2 separate regions of the Mus musculus genome follow, and region 1 is linked to region 2. A link is a contact called in public HiChIP or PLAC-seq data. All regions are on one chromosome and are shown on one strand. Each heading gives the region's core, a stretch centred on a gene start, on an enhancer-like site or on the middle of the called end of the contact. The rest is flanking DNA. Distances are from core to core; before and after follow the strand shown.

Evidence for each region. HiChIP or PLAC-seq counts read pairs in DNA pulled down with a chosen protein or histone mark.
Region 1: a contact with region 2 is called in an H3K4me3 HiChIP or PLAC-seq map of bone marrow-derived macrophages, with 2.7 times the contacts expected there. The contact joins the enhancer-like site here to the promoter of Celf1 in region 2. A contact is called at or near these places in 13 of 39 promoter capture datasets (the 3T3-L1 cell line, 3T3-L1-derived adipocytes, the C10 cell line and 7 more), 34 of 484 Hi-C or Micro-C datasets (the AML12 cell line, the C2C12 cell line, CD4 T cells and 25 more), 14 of 115 datasets of contacts at active chromatin or transcription factors (the HPC-7 cell line, the NIH/3T3 cell line, the SCID.adh cell line and 8 more) and 4 of 9 other capture datasets (adipose tissue, liver, macrophages and 1 more).

What each region holds. Positions count from the first base shown.
Region 1 is chr2:90,986,532-90,993,688 of GRCm38.p6, forward strand. The region is part of intron 1 of Celf1 (CUGBP, Elav-like family member 1); the gene reads left to right. Among named protein-coding and RNA genes, the nearest start is that of Gm13777, 41 kb to the right of the region's middle. Within about 2 kb of position 3,855, at least 7 of the 459 cell types and tissues checked have an H3K27ac peak or open chromatin away from gene starts, as enhancers often do. A contact at or near this core is called in bone marrow-derived macrophages and rod photoreceptor, where this site is marked.
Region 2 is chr2:90,936,435-90,942,678 of GRCm38.p6, forward strand. Celf1 (CUGBP, Elav-like family member 1) reads left to right here and starts at 3,963. Exons shown (of 14, transcript NM_198683.2): 1 at 3,963-4,207.

The DNA.
Region 1 (7,157 bases), core at 2,605-5,104, 50 kb after region 2:
TTGTGTCCCTAATAGACACCCTAATAGACAGGTGGTTTGGTTTTTGTGTTTTTTGTTTTTTGTTTTTTTTTTAATGATCACTACTGGCTTTTGTTTTTTTGTTTCATTAGAAAGGTCAGTAGATTAGTGGGGCACATGTTTAATCCCAATACTTTCAAGGCAGAAGCAGGTGGAGCTCTGAGTTTTGAGGCCAGGCTAGTCTACAGATCAAGTTCTAGGACAGCCAGGGCTACATGGTAAGGGGTGTGTGTGTGTGCAGAATATTACTATTATTATATAATATAATATATAATATTACTGTTCCTTTTAATTTCTAGTAAAGATTCAGAAGAGTAAACATATTTTGCCTGTGTCCACCTAGTGAGTGATACTAACCCAGGGTTTTAAAAGGCCTGTCTGATGAGCGACTGATTTATTGCTTTATCCTTAGCACGTCTAAAAAGAACAGGGCCAGTGTGGCAGAAGTAGTTGGTCAGTAGCAGGGTTTAGATGGCCAGTTTCTCCAACAGCCTGCTTCTCTTGGTCTTACTTCTTTCTGTTCAAATCACACAGGACAGGTGTGAGTAATAGCAAATTGTTCCTTCTTTTGTGACTGTTATGGGATTAATTTGAACCCTGTTTATTGCAGTCTTCAAACACATGGAGACTAAGTTTAAACCCAAGGCCAACAATTAGCTCTTTAAAAGTGTTTTCACCACATGAGGTGAGGTAGGCTTCTTGGTTACTTTTTGTTGTTGTTGTTGCTGTTGTTTTGTTTTGCCTATTTGCTTTTTCCTTCAGGTAATTTTAGATCTGTGGGGCCTTAAATCTGATTTATAGGGAGGACTTTGGATGATGTGAAACAAGTTTGTGTTTCTTCTGCTTTGTTGGCTACACTATCTTCATGAATCTGACACACTATTTATCTGACAGTGCACTTAGTACTGCTTCGCCAGGGAAAATCACACAAAACAAGCCTGGTGCATCAGCACTTTCATTGTGTGCTGAGCTGAGCCTCCCTTCACATGGTCGCATCCCCATTTCAGTCCAATACTCCCTTTCCCAGCCCCTTCCCCAGACCTGCCTCTTTCTGTGGCACTTACTGCTGGTTTCCCTGAGCTCCGTTTCCACTTTGTGTTTTTTGTGGGGCCCAGGAAGCTAAAGCTGTGTATATTTGTGGATCAGACAAGTGCAGCAAGTTATTATCATTGGCTTCTGAAGGGGAGAGTGAGGTGATGGCTGCGTTTAAGTTGGATTTCCTTCCAGAAATGATGGTGGATCATTGCTCTTTGAATTCCAGTCCTGTGTAAGTATTTTTGTTGTCCTATTTTTATCATAAGCAGAGGGAACTGGGCTGTTATTATTATTTGGTGAAACCGGTCCCTTAAAAGAAACTTCTTTAGAAAGTCTACATTTGATTTTAATTACTTAGTCTAATTCTTATAACTGCTAATTGCTTCCAGGATGAAACTAAGTTCTTTGCATGAGGGTACACTTGATATATGACTAGCAACATTAGTTCAAGTGTACTGGCTCCCATCTCTTAAAACTGTAGTGTTTAGCCATACGACAGATTCCAAGGTGTTTTTTAAACTGGCTTTACTGCTTTGAGTGGGTATGCAATAGTTAAATAATCCTTTGGGAATTAAATATTTTGTTATTGTTTTTGTTTTTATTTACTTACTTTTTATTTTTTTTGAGACAGGGTCTTGTGTAACCCAGGCTGGTCTGGAACTCCCTCTATAGCCGAAGATGACCTTGAACTCCTGATCCTTCTGCTTCTACTTCTTGGGTGCTGGGATTGCAGGCATGAGCCACAAAGCTCAGTTTGCCAGACATAGAACCCAGGGCTTTTGTGTATATTAGGAAAACACTGTCATCCTCAGACCTGATTGCTATTTTTTGAGATAGTTTCCCTATATAGCTCGACTGGCCTCATGATCCTCTGTCACATCTGCTGAGGTGCTATGTTTGTATACAAGTGTAACTATACCCCACTACACTAGTTTTTAACTATTATATATTCTTAAGCTCTTGTCACAGAGAACACTGGTAGTTATGAATATTACTTAGTATTACATGTAGTGTATTTTGCATTCATACAGTATATTATGAAGATAATTCTGAACTTTCATTTTCTTCTATCTTCTTGCTAATTGAAATACAATTCAGCATGTAATTTCAATAATATTAGCATATCCTCATCATTAAAAAAACAATCAGTAAAACAAAATTATATCATTTTTGATAGGCAGTTTGCTCAAATAAATTGTGGTTGCAGGAATGCTAGCTAGGCAAAATGTTAACCTGACCCTGAGTTGGGGCTATAGGGAACCTGAGTTCTGGACTTGGTAGAGAAGGATCCCATTTACAGCCTCCACTTCTACATCAGACCTCAGTTGTGTATTATTTGTTATTTTAATCAGTGTCCTTGGTTTTATCCACTTTACTAAGTTCAAAATACCCTGAAACATCAAGTAAATGCACCTTTATTGAAAACCAAGAGTGTTAAGTGGGAGAACGTTCCCTAGGTGGGAATCTTTAAAGTTTGGCCTCTCTGTTCAAATCACACAGGACAGGTGTGAGTAATAGCAAATGTTTTGTGAGATAGTTTTGAGAGCTTTGAAGTTAGCCACATTACTCTGTTAAAATGGTTTGTATGCCTTCTCTGTAGTCCTCCAGATAGTAATTTAAATTTGCTTTTTAAAAATGACAGTTCTTTGCTACCAAATATTTTTAGCAATAGTTAAAAGGATGATTTACAGTGTTATCAAGATTTAGCACACGAAGTGTGCCTGTATCTCAGAATATATGATGGCTAAGATTGGAGTTTGTGGCTCAGATTGTCTTTGTGTTCTAAGCAGTTTCCTTCTGTGTAGCTGTTGCCTTTGTTGAGCCTCCTAGTGTGTTCCTCCTCCCTCCTTTGGCCTTTTCTTTTTGTGCTAGAAATCAGCTCACTGAGCAGACAAACGTTCTGAGGTCACTCCAGCCAGACGGCCTCTCCTCCCTCCCCTTTTTTTCCTTCTCTACTTTCTACATAAAGGGTCTCATGTATCCCAGGCTGGCCTCTTAAATCGATGTGACTGTCATTTGCTTCTACTTCCAGCTTATATAAAATTTATGCTGGGATTCAAACTTGGGGTTTCCAAGCACTCTACCTATTGAGCTACCAACCTCAGCCCAGTTCCTTTAGTTGTCTAAGATGTTAAACTAACCCACGATTCTATCTATGACATCTGTGACAGAACCATTGCATGGACATCACTGGGAATTTTAAAATCCGGGTTAATTTTTATGTTAAAGTAAGGTTCAAGACTGTATTTTAAGTATAATGTGTAGTTTTTAAATGTACATTGAAGTTTGAAATAAATGGATTTACTGTGGGTATTTTGAATTAGCCAGAGGTTGTCATGTCTAATATCCAAAATTATTTGCATCTGTTTTTGTGGTCTGTCTTCAGCAAAGCTTTATAAGGCTAACTGCTTTGGTTTTTGCCCCTATTCTACAGACGAGGAGCTCAGTTGAGAGAGGTCAGGACTTGCTTGCTGAAGACAAATGATGTCAATCTTGAACACAACACTCTTTTTTGGAGGGGGTGGTTAGATCAGGTATCAGTGAGTAGCATATACTTCATGTCACTAGATCCCACTCCCATATGAATGGTACATATGATAGAATGGAACTTATAAAGAAGGGTGTGTGACTAAAATTATTTTGTCTAGGAATGTGATTGATCAGTATATCATTTTTCAAAAACAAAATTTTTTTTAGCAACACAGAAGTGATGAAAGAGTCCCAAAAGCCTCAGGGAGGCCAGATACCCTGTTTCCTGTTCTGCTCATGTCTCTCTGCTTCTTCCCTTTGGTCATGGTGAAATCTCCCGGTAGCTCTTTTCATTTGCTTACACTTCAAGAAACGGAGTTCAAAGAGCCCTGAGCCTCTGGCTCTCTCACTGATTAATCTCTTTTCTTAGCTTCTATGTTTCTCAGGACTCTCTACATTCTTTAACTGCCCTCAGTCCCCTAACTTGATTCTAAACCTGTCTATTAGATATCTTTGTTTGATGTCTTCCTTACAGAAAAACAATTTCCCAAATTGTGTACATTAGAATCCATGACTCCATTTTTTTCCCTCACCCAGAGTTCCTAAAGCTCCTCGTCCTACTGAATCATGATGTAAAGGTGAGAATGGCAGCACCTTTATAGAGATTCCCCCTGGTTTCCATAGTCTCTCTCCACCCTAATTTATTTCTTCTAAATTATTCCCAGGATTTTTCTTTTGATATATGTATGCGTGCACACATTTGGAAGTGGGGTGTGCAAGGCCCACTTTGTAGCCCAGGTTGTCCTGAAATTCACTATGTAGACACGGCTAGCCTTGAACTCATATGTACCTACCTGCCTGCCTGCCTGCCTCTGCCTCAGGAGTGCTGTCATTAAAGGCTTGCACTGCCGTGCCTGGCTCATTTTGTTTCTATTTTTGAGACTGTCAGCTTAAGCCCAGGTTGGTCTTAAGCTCATGATGCACTCACCTTGACTTGCCAGGTCCTGGGGTTACAGTTGTGCACAGTTTCAGCTGGCTTGCCAAGGACTTTTTTTTAAAAGAAAAGTCTGATCATTTTCTTAATTCTTAATTAAGACTTAGGATAGCAGAGAATGGTCGTACATATCTGTAATCCTAGCAGTTGGAAGCTAAAGACTAGAGAGAGAAATGGGAGTTCAGAATAATTCTCAGCAACATAGGGAGTCCAAGGCCTGCCTATATATGTGTAACTCTGTCTTAAAAGCAAAAGGAAGGGAAGACAAAGGATTTCTTAGATTGAAATAAACACCAAGCTCTTTGTGTATCACAGAAAATTCATCTTCTGAGTCTGTCAAAGTTACCTCTTTATCTATCTTGGTTCCTAATCATTTCACTTCCTTCTGGTCTATTAACTCTCCCCCCCCCCCAGACAGGGTTTCTCTGTAGTCCTGGCTGTCCTGGAACTCACTTTGTAGACCAAGCTGGCTTCGAACTCAGAAATCCGCCTGTCTCTGCCTCCCGAGTGCTGGGACTAAAGGCATGCGCCACCACGCCTGGCTGGTCTATTAATTTCTGTTCTCTAACTCCCATGTGCATTTTCTTTCTTTCTAAAGTTCGCTATTCTTTTCTCTGTCCTTCATGGCTCTTAGGTGTTCAGTCCTATATGCCATGTATCATTTCTCCTAGTTCATCTCAAATCCTTGGCCTATGCCCCTTTTCCAAATCAAGCCATGTCATTAGCCACATCTTCTGTTTTGTTTTTGGTTTTGTTTTGTTTTGAGACAGTATCTCATAAGGTAGATACTGGCCTGGAACTCACAGAGGTCTGCCTCCTGCTTTGATAGTGCTGGAATTGAAGGTATGCTTAGCCACCATACCAAGTAACACAGAATTTTTATATTTGCTAAATAATTTGTTGAGTGTAGTGTTTTCACTTGTTTAGTATTACTTTCTGAGGCAGATTGTTGCTCAGTCTTTCATAGAACCATATGATGGTGGTGTTGGTATTCTGACACCATAGTAAGAACGTGTTTGTTTGTTTGTTTGTTTTTGTTTTTGTTTTGTTTTTGAGGGTGGCAGCTAGAGGGAGATCTTACAAAATCAAAACCTTGACATTTTCTCCAAACTTGAGGGAAGAAGAGGTCTGCTTCTAAATTATATTTAGTATCTAGTGACAGGTCTCCCTTTATCCAAACTAAAATTATTTCCATACATCATATACATTTTCTGTCTTGTTCTCACAAGAAAAATACCTGGTCAGCAACACAGACTCCTTTTTCTGAGCCCTTTAAATTTACATGAATTCTCTTTCTACCTTCCTTTCCATAGCACAGTATATGCTAGGGACTTGTTGAAACTGGGAGGTAGCTAACTTTATGTGAATTTATATTTGCTAAAAAGGTAAATGGGTGGGTAACTGGAAATTTTTCTATTTGTATAATGAGCAAAGAGGAAATCAACTACTAATGACAGGTGAGTGACAAAATAATGAAAACTTTTGACAGTTATTGAGGGCTGTATGTATGTGTGTGAGCACAGGGTTGTATTTGGCTGTGCATACTGTTTGGGTGCATGTAGAGGCCAGAGATTGATGCCAAGATGTCTTCCTCTCTTTTGCTGATTCTGAAGCTCAGTGTTTGAGCTAGAGTGACTGACCAGTGAGATCTGTCTGTCTGCTCCCCAGTGCTGGGTCACAGAGTGCTCCCCAAAACCCATCTCTTTAAATGAGTATGGGAATCTGAACTCAGGTTTCCATGCCCACACAACACGCACATTGCTTACTGGGCCTTTTCTTCTTTTTCAGTCATGCTAGGGATTGAATCCTGGTTTATAGCATGCTAGATGAATATTCTACCTGGAGGTATTAACCTACAGGGAAACTTAACTTTTTCCTCTCCCTTTCCCCTTTCCCCCCTTTTCCCATGTCTCCCCCCTTCCTCTCTTCCTCTCCCTCTTCCTCCTCTTCCTCCTCCTCCTCCTGTCTGTCTGTCTGTCTGTCTGTCTGTCTGTCGGAACCATACCCTGGTCTACAGAGTGAGTTCTAGGACAGCCAGGGCTACACAGAGAAACCCTGTCTCCAAAAACAAAAACAAAAATAAGACAAAAACAATTCTGTCTTATTCATTATACAATGCTTTTGTTATTTATCAATGTATACCATGTCTAACAGTATGTTGACCTATATAAGTGCCAAGTAAATATTGGAAGCAGGAATGAGTCACTGAATAGTTGTAGCTCATGATATCTAGAGCATGTTGAGTCTGTCTGAAAATTTGAACCATCTAAGTAGTACTTTTCAACTGGTAGACTACCTCATTCTTTACGCCGTGGTAAAATATTTCCTTATAAGAAATTAGATATGGCCAGTCAATGGTCTCAGCACTTGCTAAGCAGAGGCAAGAGGATCTTTTTGAGTTCCAAGACAGCCAGGGCTACACAGAGAAACACCATGCAGGGGAAGGGGGGGTGTTAAATTAAATAAATAATGAGGTATGTAAGCTTATTTTGTATTTGTCATTATTAGCAGTTTTAATCCATGATTGCTTAATTTCAATTTCTGTGAATAGGGAATTCTAAAAAGTTTAATTAAAAGTTGGCTCTGGTCTTTGGGCCTTGGTTCACATAGCACTGACTTTGATAATTCTTAAAGATGTAGA
Region 2 (6,244 bases), core at 2,713-5,212:
TTTTAACTTGACAAAGGACTGCTGGTTATGTCTGGACCCTAGACCCCCTTGCCATTATGCCAGAGTTGACCTGGCAAACTCTGGGACAGGGGCCAGAGATATCAAAAGTCTATCCTTCATGATTATTCAAAAGAGGCACGAATTACTCTCAGAAATACCTAGGGACAGGGACTCTGTTTTTACTCTAGTATCTACAATATTGTAACAAAACCCATGAGTTGTTGGGGCAGGGAACATGGAACTCTTTTTATTTATTGGTCCCACCCTGAGGGTCCTAGTCTGCCTGCTCCTCTGGCCCCAACCTGAACACTTTTTCTGAATCATTTAGCATCTGTCTTCTGGGGGACCTCCTTCCCAGGTTTACTAATCTTCAGGTGAGGGTGACTGAGAGCCTCTCAGCCTTCATTCCCACCACTGGAGATCTCAGGCAATCTTCATCCTGATTCCCATGCTCCTGGATCTTGGGATAGCTGGCAGTCCTAGAATTGGGACCGTTTCCCTTATCACAGGTGACCAAAACTGCAAGACCCTGGGGAATCAGATCGACAGGGACTTAGCCACCTTGGGAAAAAAAAAATCTCTCAACCACCTGACCTCCTCCTTAGATTCACTGGTATAAGTGGTCTTACAAATCAGGAGGTGCTTTGACCTACTCTTTAGGTAACAAGGAGGCCCTGGTGTAGCTCTAGGGGAGCAATGTTGTATCTATGCCAATCATACTGGAATAGTTAAGGAGAACCTAAGCTTGGTAAGACAGGTTGAAAGAGAGAGCTAGATTGGCTAAACAAGGGTGATTAGAGTCCCTCTTCAACTGGTCACCCTGGGTCTTTAGTAACCGGGCTGAGAGGCCTTCTAATAGTTATTCTGTTGATAATGCTATGAACCCTGTTAAGGCCTAGGTAAATGTTACCTGGCTAGCCTGCCATCATAAGGAAACTTTCTCATAAGTTTCTGCTGTTACTAGGAAACTTTCTCATGTCCAAGTTGATTACATAGTCTGTTATGTTCTGTGCCCTTAGAAACCGATCATGATGGAAGTCACAACTGCTTTGTCTAGTTACCCACAGTAAGCTTGGATCCAAACAACCACCCAGCAGCACTTCTTGCCCCTGTGTATGAACTTTTATGGTATTTGCGCTTATAAGCTGCCACTGGCATGGACACCAACATAAGAGAGACACCTGCACTAATATAAGAAACCATTTGGAATAAGACTTCCATTTTGAGTAGGGGTTGAGTTAAGTTTAAGTTCCCAAGGCCTCCCTAGGAACTGACATCCTAGTTTCCAGAAAGAGACATGTACGTGGGAACGGCAAGTTAAGACATGAATGTTAGACAAGTCCTAGCCTGGTAGACAAGTTAAGACATGAATATTAAACAAGGCAGGTCCCCTGTCACAGCTGAATATTCCAACCAATGGGAACAGCATAAGAGTAACAAAGCCATGTTCCTACAGAAACCCCTATCCCTAAGTCTTGATTGGTGGAATAACTTGGCGCAGATGTTTGTATATCTCAGGCTTAAGAGCCTTGTAGGAACTTGGAGTCATGGTTCAGCTCTTGAGCCTGAATTGTGTCCCTTGTTGATCAGTCCTGGGCTGTGATATAAACTATCCCAAGTTGACTGAGATTGGTGTCTAAGTGATTTGTGCAGTGATTCCCAGACCCCAACACACCCTTTGCCTATAAAATTTCATTTCTCACTTTGTGCGAGTTAGGATAAATGTTGTTAAGCTCATGGTTCCAAAGACCCAATGTAACCCCTTATATACTGACCAAGAGTTATGACATCAAAGGTTTCATGCGTTACAAGGAAGAGGAAGAAATGTTGGGGGCCATAGCTACAGAGATTCCATCTTGTATATAGTCTCCATTTCATACTAAGCTAAATTCCCAGGAACAGCTCAAATGTTCTGGATAAATCCAAGCCACTGTATCCTGCTCCAAACATCACTGGCTGGCCTCAATCCAGGCCAAGCTATCAAGTAAACCACCCGAGACACTTATTATGCAGGAAGCCACCTAAAATACCAGGTGTGAAAAACCCAATGTATTCGTGAATCTGGTTGGATGCCCCCTACCCCACGTAGTCTGTGGAGTTTTGTCTTTAAAAGTTGTTCTGGGGCTGAAGAGATGGCTCAGCAGTTAAGAGCACTGACTGCTCTTCCAGAGATCCAGAGGTCCTGAGTTCAATTCCCAGCAACCACTGTAATGGGATGCCCTCTTCTGGTGTATCTGAAGACAGCTAGAATATATATAATCTTTTAAAAAGAAAAGAAAAAAGTACAGGAGCAAAAAGTTGTTCTGTTCTGCCCCTGACTGACATAGTTTTGGATCCTGAACCCCGCCGTCTCCCTGATATATCAGCCTTTGAATAAAGTTGAATAAAGAAACATTTTGCTGGCTCAAAACTTGGTTTTCATAGTGGATTATTCCCAAATTCTCAGACCCTAACAACGCAAACATTATTTTCATCATTATCCCTCCAATGAAATAAATTCTCTGCAGTAACCCTAACGACTCTTAGAAATCTTCCATTACCAGCAGGACTAATTTTTTCTCCTAACAGTTATTTTTTTTGCCAAGAGTCTTATTCAAGAACTAGTTAAAAATACCAGTGTTCCATCTTTCATAACCACTCTAATTTTTCCTAACGTATCCATCTATATGCAACTAATTCAAGTTACATCTCTAACTCCATTCCCATCAATCAACAACAAGAAGGTAGAAAACCAATTTGAAAATTGGAACGAACAGGCCGGGTGTGGCGATACACGCCTTTAATCCCAGCATTTAGGGGAGGCAGAGGCAGGCGGATCACCAAGTGAGTTTGAGGTCAGTCTCAGTAACAAGAGGGAGTTCTAAGACAGCCAGAGCTACACAGAGAAACTCTCAAAAAAACAAAACAAACAAAAAAAAAAAAAAACAAAAAACAACCAAAGCTTTACAGTACAATTTAGGTAATTTGATAATGAACAACCTAGGGGCTAATTGTTTTGATCTACATGATTGTTTGTGCCTCTAGCACAGGGGAAAACTCTTGGCTGCTGCTTGGGGCAGGGGTGGGGGCTGCCTTAGTGAGTGTGGTAGGGTAGGGTAGGGTATAACCGGCATTTGTGGATATATATTTTGCTTTAGGAAGCTAAGTGATAAAGAGAAATAATTGCCAACTCATGAGTAATTTGTAAATTGATGGAGCCCTGACCTCCCAGAACTAAGTTTTCTCAATCTGCATTTCATTGTCTCACATTTCACTGACTTTGTGTAATAAACAACACACTTAATGCGTGAATCCAGCTAGATGCAGGTTAGGAATACCGAATCCTAAAAGGGGGTGCTGGATTCGTAAAAAGTGTTTTAATTGTTATTTTTTTTCCCAAGAAGAGTAGGTTTGGACTGGGTAGTCTCTTAATAGAATACTTAAGAGCTTTCTGGTGCCGCAGGGATTTTTGCCAGATTGCGCATGCATGCAGTTGAACATCTCTGTACAGGCACTTCCCTAACTCTGAAAGCTTGCAACACACATTCCATCAGAAGGAAGGCCTGGATACAGTTGTCTGTATGCTGATGTGCAAAAAGAAAGGGTGTGCCCTGCGTCCAGTGTTAGCCAAGCACCCATCATTCATTCATTCATTCATTCATTCATTCATTCATTCATTCATTCATTCGATATTTATTATGTGTATTTTTCATTGCCAAGCTGCGTTGCTTGCCCGCCAGAGGTGCAGCTAGTGCGGTGCGCAGAGGCAAGAACTTCAGATTCCCAGGCCGGGGTCTTCCCTCCAGTGCAGCTCTGAGACAAAGAGATGCACCCCTACAGCTCCCAGGGCTGAGGGCTCCGCCCGCGGCCCCCAGGGTTTCAGAGCGACTGCTCCTTCACTCCCCGGCCGGAGGGGGCGCTGCAGCGCCGGCCCTCCGCCCGCCCCTGCGCGGCGCTCGGCTCGGCTCGGCGCTGGCGGGCGGCGCCGCGGTGGTACGTTCCCCTTCGCCGCCCGCCCCCTCCGCGGCGGCCCTCCCCGCCGGTGGTAGGTGCCGGAAGTGCCGCCATTTTGGGGTGTTCTGCTCTGGCGGCAGCGGCAGCGGCAGAGGCGGCGGCGGCGGCGGGACGCGGAGGCTCCCCCGGGATTCGGCCTCAGCAGCGAGGCAGCGGCGGCTGCGGAGGAGCAAGGCAGCAGCTGAGGCAGCGGCGGGCTCAGGTGCAGCCGCTGGTGAGTGCGGCGGCCGCAGGATAACGGGCCGCGGGATGAAGGGAGGGAAAGAGAGGGAGGCTGGAGGGAGGCGCCGCGGGGCGGGTCAGGTTCGGGCGGCTACGGGTCACAGGGCCCTCCGGGTGCGGTCGCTCCCGCTTCCCCGCACCCCGGGGACCAGGCCGCGGACTGCTCGGGACTCGGGGGCCCATTCGCGTCCGCCCGGCGCGTGCCCCTGCTCCCAGGGAGACCCGCCCTCCTCGTGGCCTGGCCCCGGCTCCCTTGCCCTTTGCCTCCACTCTCCCGGCCCCGAGGGCTTGCTTCCTGCACCGCACCCGAGTCCTCCTCTCCGGGTCCGCTGGGCGAGATCGCGGCTGTCTACCCGAGACGCCGCTTCCCTGACCCTGTCGCCCCACGTGTTCTTCGTGCCCACCCCCGGGGGTGTCCTAGATTCCCGCCCCTAGAAGGCAGCGCTCCTCTCGATCCTCCGGAGCTCTTGCAGTTCTCGCCCTGGGGCCGCTTTGGCTCGCCCTACCCCCCACATCAGGTGCTCGCTCGCCCAGTCAAGGCCTAGTAGCAGGGCTCGAATCTCGCACCCAGGAGCGGGGACGGCTCTGGAGGGTGCCTTCTTCGCTAGGTCCCAGGCTTTGGATTTAAAGTCGGTAGTGGTGTCTCGGTTGTGGTGGTTCTGACAGGATGTTGTTTTAATTTTCTCCGACCATTGCATATGCTTTTTAAGGAGCTTCTCATTGGTTTAGAGACTGATTCCGGGGAGAAAGTGTGAGATTTTGGTCAGAGCTTGGTTTAGCACAACAGAATCTCTTTCTGGTGCTCAGAGTTAATGCTGTATATAAAAGCTGTTGAACAGTTTTAAAGAGCATAGACTCTGTTGATAATGTCTGCATTGTTAGGAGGTTACAAACACCCTTTGCACACACTTAAAAGGAACTTAACCTTTAAAAGATCTCTTCTCTGTCTTCTAGTCTCTGAGTTGAAGAGGTTTGAATTGCACTTTTTCACTTTTTCCAGTTTGTTTCTTTTTAGATCCTTAGAATGACGGTGTCTTCAGATGGAATTGCTTAGAGTTCTTTTTGGTTTTGGCATTAACAAGTGTACTTGGAAAATCATGGAGGTTAGAATGGACCAACTGCAACGGCACTGATTTTTTTTTTCTCTCTATACTAGTTTTTATATTAGTAGTTTTATTGCCTGAGAGTGTGGTTTCTGATCATGACCTAGGGAGGATTGAAAGCCATGCTTATGGTAAAGCAAAGCTGGGATTTGCAGCTGTTACTTTAGCTGGCAAGCTTATGAGTTCTCTTGGTTTCTTCTTCTCCACCACCTGTTTCTCTTAAGAATGGCTCTTGGCTCCAGAGCCTACGTCTCCATCCTCTCATTCATTCTTACCCTTTGGGTTTTCTTTTCCCAAGGATCCATTAGCAAGAGGGGCTGTTACAGTTGAAAGGGTTGCTTTTTTTTTTTTCTTCAGTGCTTTGGCTTTCTCACAAAGGAAAGTGACTTATTTGCCCAAGGTTATTATAGCAAGTGCTTTTAAAACATCTCCCACCAAAGGTTTGCTTGCTTTGCCTTTGTAAAAAAAAATTCACAACACTATCACACTATCATGAGCAATGATGCAGATTTAAGATGTGATGGAATGGCAAGGGCTCTGGGCTTGAAGTTAGAAAATCTACACAATTTTCAAATCTTTTTGCAGTAGGTTACTAGTTGGTCAAGTCATTCTTTTATTATGATCCTTGTTTTAATCTCCACAATCCTCTAGAAATTGGTGTCCATTAGTGTTAGTTAACCAATGATTGTACCTGTGGGCTGCTGGGCAGATAGTGAAAATTGGAGCCAGAATGACTTATGTTCTAAAGATGTCTGCATACTTTTCTTGTTACAGAAGTTGCAGATTCATTATAAAACATACTGGTAATTCAAATGGGAAAAAAATCTTACCTTTCGGAGATTGTTGTTAAAATGGGTGTGTATGTGTACAACTTTACCCTGTGGGCCCCTCCAACCCCCCCAAGACAGGGTCTTCCTATGAAGTCC